Regions from separate parts of the Mus musculus genome. Here region 2 is linked to region 1. Evidence: chromatin contacts called from public Hi-C data. All regions are on one chromosome and are shown on one strand. The core of a region is the stretch at or near the end of the contact, and the rest is flanking DNA. Distances in the headings are between cores, read along the strand shown. Region 1 has its middle 35 kb from the start of Gm52427. Region 2 has its middle 60 kb from the start of Gm46687.

Region 1 (5,422 bases), core at 1,262-3,761:
ACCTTTCTGCCCTGCTTTCCTTCCAGCCAAACTGTCCCCAGAGCCCCCTGCTGCCACCCGCCCTGGAATGACCCCCCACCCCCACCCCAGGGGCCGGTAGCCATCAGCTCATTTACAAGCAAGATGGCTTCTGGGTAGTGTATTTGTACTTGGTTTTCAAAAACCTAAACTGCCTTTGTTCCTGAACAATGAGGAGTGAGCAGCTGTGGGAATGTAAAAGGGGCTGAGGGCTGCAGGTGGGCTAGGTGGGGACTGGGGACAAGGGCAGGTCTGGAGAACTGCGAAATCCCAAAGCCCCAAAGGGAGCCAGTCTTCTCTTCAACTCTGGCTCCCGGCAAGCCCTCCTCAAATTTAAGACAGCTTCCTGTCTTCTGAATCCAAAACGTGGATCCTGTGGTCTCCAAGGCTGAGAGTCTGGGGTAGGAGGACTGTGAGTTCAAGTCCAGCCTGAGATACGGTGAAGCCTAAGAACACAGGCAATTGAGCAAGTGATGCAGTCAGCATGAGGATCTGAGTCCAAGCCCAGCAGCACATGGCTGGAGAGCCAGAGGTTCAACGTCAACATCCATCCAGTCTGAGATTAGACCCTGTCTCAGAAAAAGAATCTGTTAAAAGTGTTTGTGTGTGTGGTTATTGTTGTTTTGGTTTTGGTTTAACGCTAGCCAGGCATAGTGCTGCCTGTAATCCCAATATTGGGAGGTTGTGGCAGGAGCATCATGAATATGAGGTCTGTCTGGGCTCTAGAGTGAGATCCCGTTTTTTTTTAAAAAGGGACGTTAAGAGCGGGTGTAGCAAACCAAGCCCATCCTGTAAGCAGAACCATCCACCCTGGTTGTGTCGCCTTAGCCTCTCACAGGGGAGGCCTTGCTTCTGGAACGGGTTTAAATGTTGTCTTGTTTTAATTCACAAAGCAAACTGTGCTTATTTACAAAAAAAAAAAAAAAAATCAAACAATTCCCAGGAAAAAAAGGAAACGAACAAAAGGTGACGCTTCCTTTTTCTTCACTTGCAGATACTGCTTCTTCCCTGGGGAGTCCGTCGGCGCCTGACCACACAGGGGCCTATTGTACATAAATGTGTTCGTGCTCTACATATGGATTTACAATTGGATTTTTTTTCACTTCATTTCTTTGGAGAATATTCCGTATCTGTCTATGTTATTTTTTCAATCATCTTACAGTATTTCATGACCTGGATACGCCTTGTTTATTTAACCCCCCCCCCCTTCTGTTGAGCATGAAGACTGTTCCCAGTTTGAGGGCATAAAGTGATGGCAGGAAACCCTGAGTGCTGGGGCAGGTCTACCTTAACAGTAGAAATCTGGGCTATCGGCTCAAAGCACATTTAAATGCGTATAAATATGGCCGAATTGTTCTCCAAAGACGCTGTTCCAATTCACATCGCCACTGTCTGTCCCTTTCTGCCTCCTCCAATACTTTTCTTCTGCAAACGTAAGGGAAATCAGCATCACGTTACTGCCCCGTTTATACTTAGCTCTGCTTATGGGTGAGGTGGGCATCTTTTAAGAAAACGCCAGTGATCCATGCCACCCTCTCAACTAATTGTCTACTAAGAGATTTCAAAACGGCTTTTGTTCATTCTTCAAGATGTTTCTTATTAGGTCTGCATTGTATGTGTGTGCGTGCATGTGTGTGGCAATGGTGTTCCTCCCGTGCGGGTGCATGTGGAGGCCAGAAGTTGGCATCAGGTGTCTGCCTTTAATGCCTTCCAGCTAAATTTTTCAGACATGGTCTCTCACAGACCCCGATACTCACCAATTGGTTATACTAGCTGGCTGAGAAGGCCTCTGGACCCATCTGTGCCCATGTCTCTCGCGTCTCTCCCCCAGCCCCGTGGTTACAGGCACATATCACCACGCCAGCTTTTGCATGGATGCTGGGCATCTGACCTTGGGTCCGCATGCTTGCAAAGCAAGCACTTTTACCCAGGGAACCATCTCCTCATCTCCTCAGGCTTTGTCTTGCTTTTTTTTTTTTTTTTAATTCAACTGGTATTTATTTTGGTATGGGGTGTGAGATTCGGTCCTAAGGCTAACTTGGCATTGCTTATAAATGATGTTATTTTTAAACATTTAAGGTGAAAGAAAGGTTTACACATAGACACCAAGAGCAGCTGTGTGTATATAAACACAAACAGCTTAGTCAGTCTGGAGAGCAAGGGGCAGACTAAGAGGCCCATGCCCCCCATTCAGAGTTGTACCCCTGCAGGCTGAGAAGGGTGCTCTGCCTGCCTTCCCACACAGGTTCCTGCTGTCTGCCCTGCAGGAGGATTCAGGCAATCAGGGGTTGGCTCTGGCTGCTCACTGGCCTAGAGAACTCTGCAGTTAGACCTGAGCTGGCAAGGGGAACCTGTCCCTCTGCCCAGCCCAGCAATGCAGGCTTCAGACTGTGAAGCCAGGCTGACCAAGACACCAAAGAATGCAGACTGCCCTGCAAAACACTGCGGCAAGCTGTCCCCACATCACCGTCCTGGATGCTTAATGTAATTACACCAGAGCGAGCAACTTCCGGCCTGACTCAGGATGGAGGCATCCTAATAAGGCCAGGCCCTGGGGAAGCCGAAGAGTGACAGAGGCAGCCGTCATCCTAGAGAAATCACTTGCTTCCTGATCCTCAGGCCCCCTCTTTTGCTACCCAAAGCATGTGAGGAACCCAGGGGAGATTAAAAAAAAAAAAAATTCTGAAACCTTGGGAGCATGTGGGATTCTGGCCAGCCTGTGTGCCTGTATCGTGGCCGTTGACCTGGCCTTCAAAAGCTCCAGTGTGAGGAGCCACTTCACGTACCCCAATGCATCAGACTCCTGGGAACGCCAAGGCCTTCCCTGGGAATAGGGAAGCCTTCCTGATAGTGTCTGCAGAAAGTACCAAACTCCTCCCAGATGACCGTGGCCTGAGACTTACCGGTACAGAAACCCCCTCTAGCTAACCCTTGCCTCTGTTTTCCTGCTTTGTATAAGAAATGGCCAGGTTTCCAGGTTGCTACTGGTACATCTCTGTCAGAAAGCAGATATGAGGCAGCCTCAGCTTTTCTATGTCTGTGTCATTTCCTCCATTCCTGTAGTCCCCGCCAGCTTCATCCTGCAGATGATGACACCCGAGGCTGGTGGGTTTGAGCTTGAAGAGGTTGGGAGTCAGAGCCGGGAGCATCACTGTGAATTAGAGGCCAACCTCATCTACATAGTAAGACCCTGTCACAAAAATAAAAGTTGGAGAAGGAAGAAGCCACACAGCCTACCATAGTCCATGAAGCAGGTATGTCCAGTCTTTTGCCATTGTGACAGGATTTTGTCATATACAAAGTTTATGCTCACAAGCCATGGATGGAGCTAAAAACAGAAAAGAAAACCTCATGTTGTAGGTTTGCAATTTTGTGTGGGGCCCATTCTTAGCTAGCCTCCATCCCAGGCGGCAACACTTGGCCTGAGGGCCAGAGGTCAGACACGCCTGAGCCGGCCATCTCCTCTGCTCACAAGCCTCCCCTCCCCCAAGGCCCAGGGTTGATGATTCTACACAAACCAATCACAACCTTCTTGGAAAACAGCCTGAAGATTCTGGGAGTTTATTCTAGCGCCTTCATCAACTCTGACGATACTGCAAAGAATCAAGCAACTTTGGCTGCCCCAGCTCATGAGGTTTCTTATTATGGAAACTAAGCAGTCACACAAGACAGCCAGAATAAAAGCTGCAGAGGCACTGTGGGTGACAGCAGAGGAAACCAGGAAAGGACACAGACTGAGGGTCCTTGTTCAGAGCTTTGAGAACCAGAGTTTCATATATGGGATTTGTTAGGGTTTGCATGTGTGTAATGAGATATCTTGGAGATGGAAACTAAGCCTCAGCTCACAATTCCCTTATGTTTCCGATACAATTTGTCCATGTAGCTTCAAAGTAATTTTAGACAGCGCTTTCAGCTGGGGCTGGCTGCAGCCCATCACAGCTCAAAACCCATCACATGAAGGTTTTGACTTGGGAGCATTTTGAATTTGGGGGATTCAAGATGCTCAATGTGTACAACCAGGAGGGACCCTTTGCAGACAGTGACATCCTAGCCAAGAGCTGGAGTTAGCCAAAGAGAGGAATGGGAGAAGAACTCACTGAAAAGGCTTGAGGCTTTCAAGAAGTGGTGGGAAGTAGCAGATCCCAGAGAACAAGGGAAAGGACACAGGGCAGAAGAAGCTTGCCAGAGCCAGAGCTACATGGTGAGACCATGTCTCTGAAAGATGGGGTGGGGCGCTGGCCTGAAGCCAAACAAGCACAGAGGGCTGATGTATACTCCAATAAAGGTCCTGGTCTTCAGCACATCTGGTACCCACCATGCATCCTGTGAACCCTCAGATGTTCCTAGCCCGAATCACCAAGCCTTCTAGTTCAGGCTGTAAACATCAGTGATGAGAAACAAATGGTCCCCACTCTGCATACTGCAGTGCTGTCTGAGTCTGAGGTAGATTTCTCTCCAGCAGCAGAGCCTGCACAGAGACTAGAGGTGGAGCGGAGGGAGGTGCCACGCAGCTTGAAGGGGAAATAGTGCTAGCACTCGAGGTCCTGGAGGGCAATCGTGGGAGAGTGACTAATTGCATCTGCCTGGCTTGCTGGCTGCGGCACGTCCCTCTCGCTGCACTGTGGAGAACAGACTGGAAGGGTACATGTGCAAGAACAGATGACCGCCAGAGGGGGGGGGGGGGAGAAAGACAGAGAAAAACAGAGAGAGGGAGAGAAAGAGAGGAGAAAGAGAGACAGAGAAAAACAGAGAGAGAGAGACAGAGAGACAGAGAGATAGAGAGGCTGTTGAGACAAGTAGAACGAGACAGAACTTGGAATTCTGAGGTATGGAGATGGGTTCCAGGTTTGTTCGGAAGTCATGGAGGGGGTTAGGAGAGACTGGGAGAAAAGCAAGTGGGGCTGGATTTGTGGAATCCTGAGCCTGAACTTGAAGGCTTGGTGATTCAGGGCCAGGACCATCTGAAGGTTCACAGGATGCATAGTAGGTACTCACATGCCAGGACCTTTATTGCAGTATACGTTGGCCCTCTGTGCTTGCAAATCCTCTTGTGCAGCCAAAACACAAGGAGGTGCGCTGTGAAAATCTAGAATCAGGAAAGAGGTCTAATACCTTCATGGAAGGGCCCTTCGTCACAGCACTACAGAGGGTGTGGAGGAAGAGGCCAGTCTAGATTTCCCTTTCTCAAGAAATCAGAGGTTGAGAATGTAGCTCACAGTCAGAATATTTACCCAGCATGCACTGGCAGATACCCCCTGGGCTCTATCTCCAGTATTATAAAATATTTATTTTAAAACTTAAAAAAAAAAATACAGGGTCTTACTATGTGGCTCTGACTGCCCTGGAACAAACTCAGTGTGTATATCAGACCTCAAAATCACAGAGGTCTTCCTGCCTCTGCCTC
Region 2 (5,493 bases), core at 577-3,076, 220 kb after region 1:
TTCTCATGCCCATTTTACAGATGAGGAAACCGAGGTCCCGGGAGATTAAACACTGTTTGGGGCAGAGCTCTTATGTCAAACCTAAATATATCTTGCTTTCCCACCACAGCTGTGATCGCCCAAACATTTGAATGGCTTACTTTGTGCCAGGTCTACAGACAAATAAAATAGTTGCTGCTCTTGCAAGTATTAAACTCTGTAGAGCTTAGCAGGGAGCAGTGGCATAGAGAGATAGTTCGAGTACCTCTGGAAATGTCCTGAACACCTCACCTTACATGGCCACTCACAGCCTCAGTGCTAGCTGCTGGCTGCCCTGTATGCCTCTCTTTCTATGGGGTCTGTACCCACACACCTAACAGCAGCCCTGGCCTCCTCACCCCCCCCCCCAACTGACCTGATTGGGTAACTTATTAGGCCTCCGAGGTCCGAGGTACAGGAGAAGAAAGCTTAGACTCTGGCAACCTCAGGCTGACTTGGTTGAGAAATGGGCTCAGGGGCCCCCCGGCACACATGCTGAGAGGCCCTTGCAAGGTTTTCATTGCTGCCTGTTAAAGGGCTTTGGGCTTCCTCTGATGAAAGGCGTTTAAGTGCATCTGGTTATGATTACAGGGGAGGAGAAAGCCAGGCGGTCTCTGGGGCTTTGGACCAGTCATCTGGCTCTGCCTTCCTCCTCCCAGCAGAGCTGGCTGCTGGTGAGGCCAGGAGGCCAGGTGTGGGGGCAGGCAGGAAGCAGAGGCAGTCAAGACCCTCCGACTCTCCAAGACGCCTGACCCAGGCCCTGGCTCTAGCAAGCGGCATTCCCAGAAACAGGCTGGTGACTCACAAATGCCAGGCTCTTCTGAGAAAGCCAAGCTGGGGTGGCGGGTGCCCACCTCTACCCAACAGCTCTTTCCTGATTTCTACCCGCTTCAATCCTGTCCCAAGAACCTGAGACCCCCTCTGCCCTGCTCCCTCTGAGTACAGCCTTTTGCCTCAAGAGTTTCTGAAAATGATTTAAAATGAAGGGGGCGAGGAGGAAGCATCCTAAAAACGCACTTTTGAAAAGAAAAAAAAAAAAAAAAACCTCACCTCAACCGGTTTTTTTTCTTTTCAGCTAGTCTGGTATAATTTTCCATAAAACAAAAGAATAAACATTACAAACGTTCGCTCACACTGTAATGAACAACCATTCTTAAAGAAGGGACGAGATTAATATGAAAAATAGGTTGTCCCAAGCCACCGTGTGTCCCGCACCTGTCTCTGTGTGTGCATAAAAAAAGCTCTTGGGGGATCGGATGGGTTAAACACCCTCTCAGTCCTAGAAACGAAAATGCATTTTCTTCTTCCCGCCCTGGTTTAATCCTGCTGCGTGTTATTATTGTCAAGTCTCTTCGCACCACCGTTTCTAAAAAGAAAACCCGTGGGTCTGCACGGCCCTCTGCCGCCTGCTCGGCTTTTATTGTGCACGCAGCAGGGTCTGCGTGGATCCAGCACGTCGTGACAGTCTTGCAGGCGCTCGCGGACACCCTCGGAATGGCATTTCGATCTGAGCTAGGAGCATTGTCTCAGAGGACACACACACACACACACACACACACACACACACAGGGGTTGCAGACCCCTTAGCCAGCCCTTCTCGTAACCCATAATTAGAGATGACCTTTGAGAAAGGCAATTAAAATATGGTAATGATCGATGCACTTGCTTGTTTCCAAAAAGGCAAATAAATAAAACAGGTGCTAGCTTTAGCCAGCTCCACCTGGCCGGGCCGGGGAGACTCCTGTGGCTCATGAATGAACTCTTTCTCCAGAGAAGCTTCAGCTACCTACGTGAGCGAGGGTTCCACCCCCTACTACTTTCTCTTCCCCTCCCCCACCCACGCTCGAGCAGCCGGGAGCTTGCTGACGGCAGCGGGGCTTTGTCATCGACACGCACACATCGACACGCACACGCACGCACCGGGCCACCGCGGGACTGCGGCGGCTGCCCTGTTGTGGCCTGGCTCACCGCGTTCTCCTCCCCGCCCCCTCTTTTAAAGAGCTGCTCGGGACCCTTTCTTTCCATCCTTTCCATGGGCCTTTGCGGCCAGTAATATGGGGGTGGGGGTTCCCTCCGGGTGCGGGATGGGCAGAGAGGACTCTGAACCCAAAAAGAGGTCAGGATACGCGGACCCCACGGCTTTGTTTTGCCCCTTGCTCCTGCCCTGAGGTCGGCAAAGCCCTCGCCAAGCTAAAGATCTACTGGCAAATAGGCAGGCGCATTGGAAAATACCAGCACTTCCCCAGGACCAAAGCGGACTGTGACCCCCTACACCCCTGAATTCACTCGGGGTTTGGTCTGGGTGGAGAGCATGTCCCCCCGCCCCCCGCAGGATCTCCCTTCCACAAGTGGCTATCCCAACCCAGACAAATTGCAGCGTCATTATGGTGGCTCCTGTTGCTTGAGGCCTCGGGGTTACTTGGGCTTCACACGCACCCCACTTCTACACTGAGGAGAGGGCCGGGGTGGGGGGGGGGGGAGAGGGGCAGGAACCCGGGATCCCTGGGGACTGCCTGGAGGAGAAACCGCATCGGGCCTTCTTCCCATTCCTCCCGGCTGCCTTCCGGGACCATGAGCACGGAGCCAGGGCGGCCTCTCGCCTTTCATTACCGGGCCTACGAAAGCAGCAGCCCAGGCAAATATGTAGCTATTAAAATTAATCGCCCTGCGTTGTCAGCTGAACATAATGCAAATTATTTATGGGCTGTCTGCGCAATATTTATCATCGTGCAGGCTCCAGGCGCTTAGTGCCTTCTGGCCTACCCCGCCCGCCCTGGCCCGCGGAGGCCGAAGATGAACGCAGGCTGCAGCGGCCCAAGGGAAGATCTGGGCACCCCAATAGTCTTCCCAGGACGAGGCTGTGTATCAGTCTGTCTTCCAGGCCCAGAGATTCACTTTAGTTTCTATCGTACATTGCTAATATTTTTGGAGGCCTACTACGTGCAAAATTGACAGGCCTGAGAAACTAAGGGTGTGTGTGTGTGTAACCATTTTAAACACACTTCTGAATCACAGGCAGGACGTGAGTTCGAGCGGCGATGCAAGCAGATCTTTGACTGCCTAAGAGAGTCTAATGAGACCTCAAATCAGTGCCCCATCTGGGAAACCCAGTTCTCCAAAACTGGATTTGCACTGGAAGAAACTATGGGCATTGGATGTGCCCAACAGATCCCGGCTCAATTGGAACAGGAATTCGGCATCCTCCGAGCCCTAGAACTTGTTTGGTGACCGCAGATAACAGATTAACTGCTAATAGTCGAAATCCGCCGAGCGTTTAGTTTATCACTGCTGGGGGCCCTAGGTATTCATTGCACTTTTTTTATATGTAAAAACAGCCTTGCTACCTCCCAAACGGCTTTTGTTTCTCTTTCAAATACAGTGCTCTCGAAAACAGCAGCAACACGCCACCCCGCCCCCTCTCCAACCTCGCCTTCTGGTTTAAAAAACACAAAACAAAACAAAAACCAGGAGGAAAAATAATCTATAAGACAATCCCCCCCTACTGGTCGGCGCTGGCCTAGGGGCTTTTTCCGCAGACCGAGTCGCCCAAGGCTGCCGAGGTAAACAAGCTTTCTGAACCTCGGTTAAATCACAAAGGGGAAGAGCCGAGGCTGCCAGGCACGGGGAAGCCTGAGGATCCAGCTTGGGCATCCAGGCGGGAAGGGCTTAGGGTTTAGGACAGTGAGCTGGAGGCTGGTTAGTCCTAGCCAGAGGCCGCGCGTAGCCAAGGAAGTGAGAGGGAGGCCCGTGGAGCTCAAGCAGAGACTCTCCACTACATCACCTCTAACCCCACCCCGCGCCAAATTAGAGAGGTTGGGTTAAAGCTCTGCCTAGGCCTTTATCCCTTTTGCACCTGGCCACCACCCCAGGCCAGTAGGATTGCTTGAATCCTTCAGGGAAGATTACAGAGCACCCCTCACCTCCCCATTCTGAGTAGTTCTAGGCCTCCAGGAAACACCAGCAGGCCTAAGTCTTTCTTTTCATATTCATTTTAAGCCAAGTCGTTGCCTAGCTTCCTGGTCTTCGCCCAGCAGACCTACATCACCTTGCTGTTCAAATCTGTCAAGTCCTACTTCCCGGTCCCAGATTGTGTGTGTGTATGTGTGTGTGTGTGTGTGTGTGTGTGTGTGTGTGTGGTGGGTGGGCTATCTACCAGCATCTGCTCTCCAGACCTACATTAGGGGGACAAGGCCAAGAAGCTACTTTGAATTTATATTCTTCCGGTTCTTGTCTTAAAATGTGGTTTAATCCATTTTAAAGGACTATTTTCGTTCTCATTAACCTCGAATTTTAATGGTGAATTTTTCTTAGAGCATTCCAAAGATTCGCCCATTCTTCAGAAACTTAATTCGAAGTGATGTAAAAGAAAGGGGTGGGGATTCCTGGTCTGAACGTGCTTTGGGCTTGACTGTATCTTCCATAGCCTTGCAGGGATGGGGGGGGGGTGGTCTTAGTTCTACTTCTTAATTAACAAAGCTCTGGTGCCTTCCATGTGTGGGAGAGACCCTGACCACAGCGAAATGGACGGGCCAAGCTGCCTTTGCAAAGCACTTTAATACTTCCAGCCTCTTCAATCTACTTAAGGAGGGCAGAGGTAGTGTTAACTCTCACAGAGGGGGAGGCTGCCTCTACTAGCCCCCAAGTTTCAAAGTGTTTGTGTTCATCATTGAAGTGTGGTCAGAAGCCAGGTGCAACCTGTCTGCTCCCGTTGAATACCCATGCTACCCTGAATCAGTGTCATTTGGTTAAAATGGTGCATCGTTTTTGTTTTGGTTTGGTTTGTTTTCTGGAAGCTGCCTACCCTACCCCCCCCCCCCCCCCGCTTCAGACGATTTCCCTTCATAGCCTAAAAAAAAAAAAAAACAGGAATTGTCTGTGTCAATTCCGACTCCCGGCCACGGAGGGCTATTTTAAAGTGTTTCTGCAGACAGACCCTCTGGCCCCGCCGGAAGTGTTTTATGGACCTGTGAGTCCAGTTAATCCCAGGAGGCGAGGAAGGATCAGCCCGGGGTGTGGGAATCCTGTGTTTAGGTTATCCTTATGGGACTTTGGGGGGGGGGGGACACTTAGTGACTTTGGCAATATAATGTGCCCTCTCTCCATGAAACTCGAGATTTGAACCAACGAGGAAGGAAACAGGACAGGCCCCCATCGAGGTGTGGCCTGGGGAGGAGGGGTACACTCTGGGACCACAGTGAACTTGGTAGGCAAAGTCGAGAGCACAGTTGTGTGAGCCAGTCCCCCACCCCAACCCCCGGCCCTGACTTTATCTTTCTAGCCTGTGGAAAGCGAGAGAGCCGCGACCCGGGAAGGAGCCTTAAAGAAACATTCAGGAGCGACTCGCGACTGGAAGATGGCAGCGGCTCCCCTGGGTTTCAAGGTTCCAAAAAAGGTGTTCTGCCTTGAGGAGTGAGGACTCCTGCTCCGCCCCCCCTCTGACAGTCTCTCCCAGGGTCCCCAAACCACTAAGCCCCC

The links. Hi-C and Micro-C count contacts between places; a contact is called where the count stands out from the background.
Region 2: a contact with region 1 is called in a Hi-C map of the N1E-115 cell line, with 9 times the contacts expected there. The contact joins two enhancer-like sites. A contact is called at or near these places in 1 of 39 promoter capture datasets (liver), 2 of 484 Hi-C or Micro-C datasets (the N1E-115 cell line and muscle stem cells), 3 of 115 datasets of contacts at active chromatin or transcription factors (embryonic stem cells, fetal liver and stem cell-derived neural progenitor cells) and 1 of 9 other capture datasets (liver).

What each region holds. Positions count from the first base shown.
Region 1 is chrX:11,927,145-11,932,566 of GRCm38.p6, forward strand. No RefSeq gene overlaps it. Among named protein-coding and RNA genes, the nearest start is that of Gm52427, 35 kb to the left of the region's middle. Within about 2 kb of position 2,512, at least 34 of the 459 cell types and tissues checked have an H3K27ac peak or open chromatin away from gene starts, as enhancers often do. A contact at or near this core is called in the N1E-115 cell line, where this site is marked.
Region 2 is chrX:12,150,000-12,155,492 of GRCm38.p6, forward strand. It overlaps a transcript of Bcor not described here. Among named protein-coding and RNA genes, the nearest start is that of Gm46687, 60 kb to the left of the region's middle. Within about 2 kb of position 1,827, at least 84 of the 459 cell types and tissues checked have an H3K27ac peak or open chromatin away from gene starts, as enhancers often do. A contact at or near this core is called in the N1E-115 cell line, where this site is marked.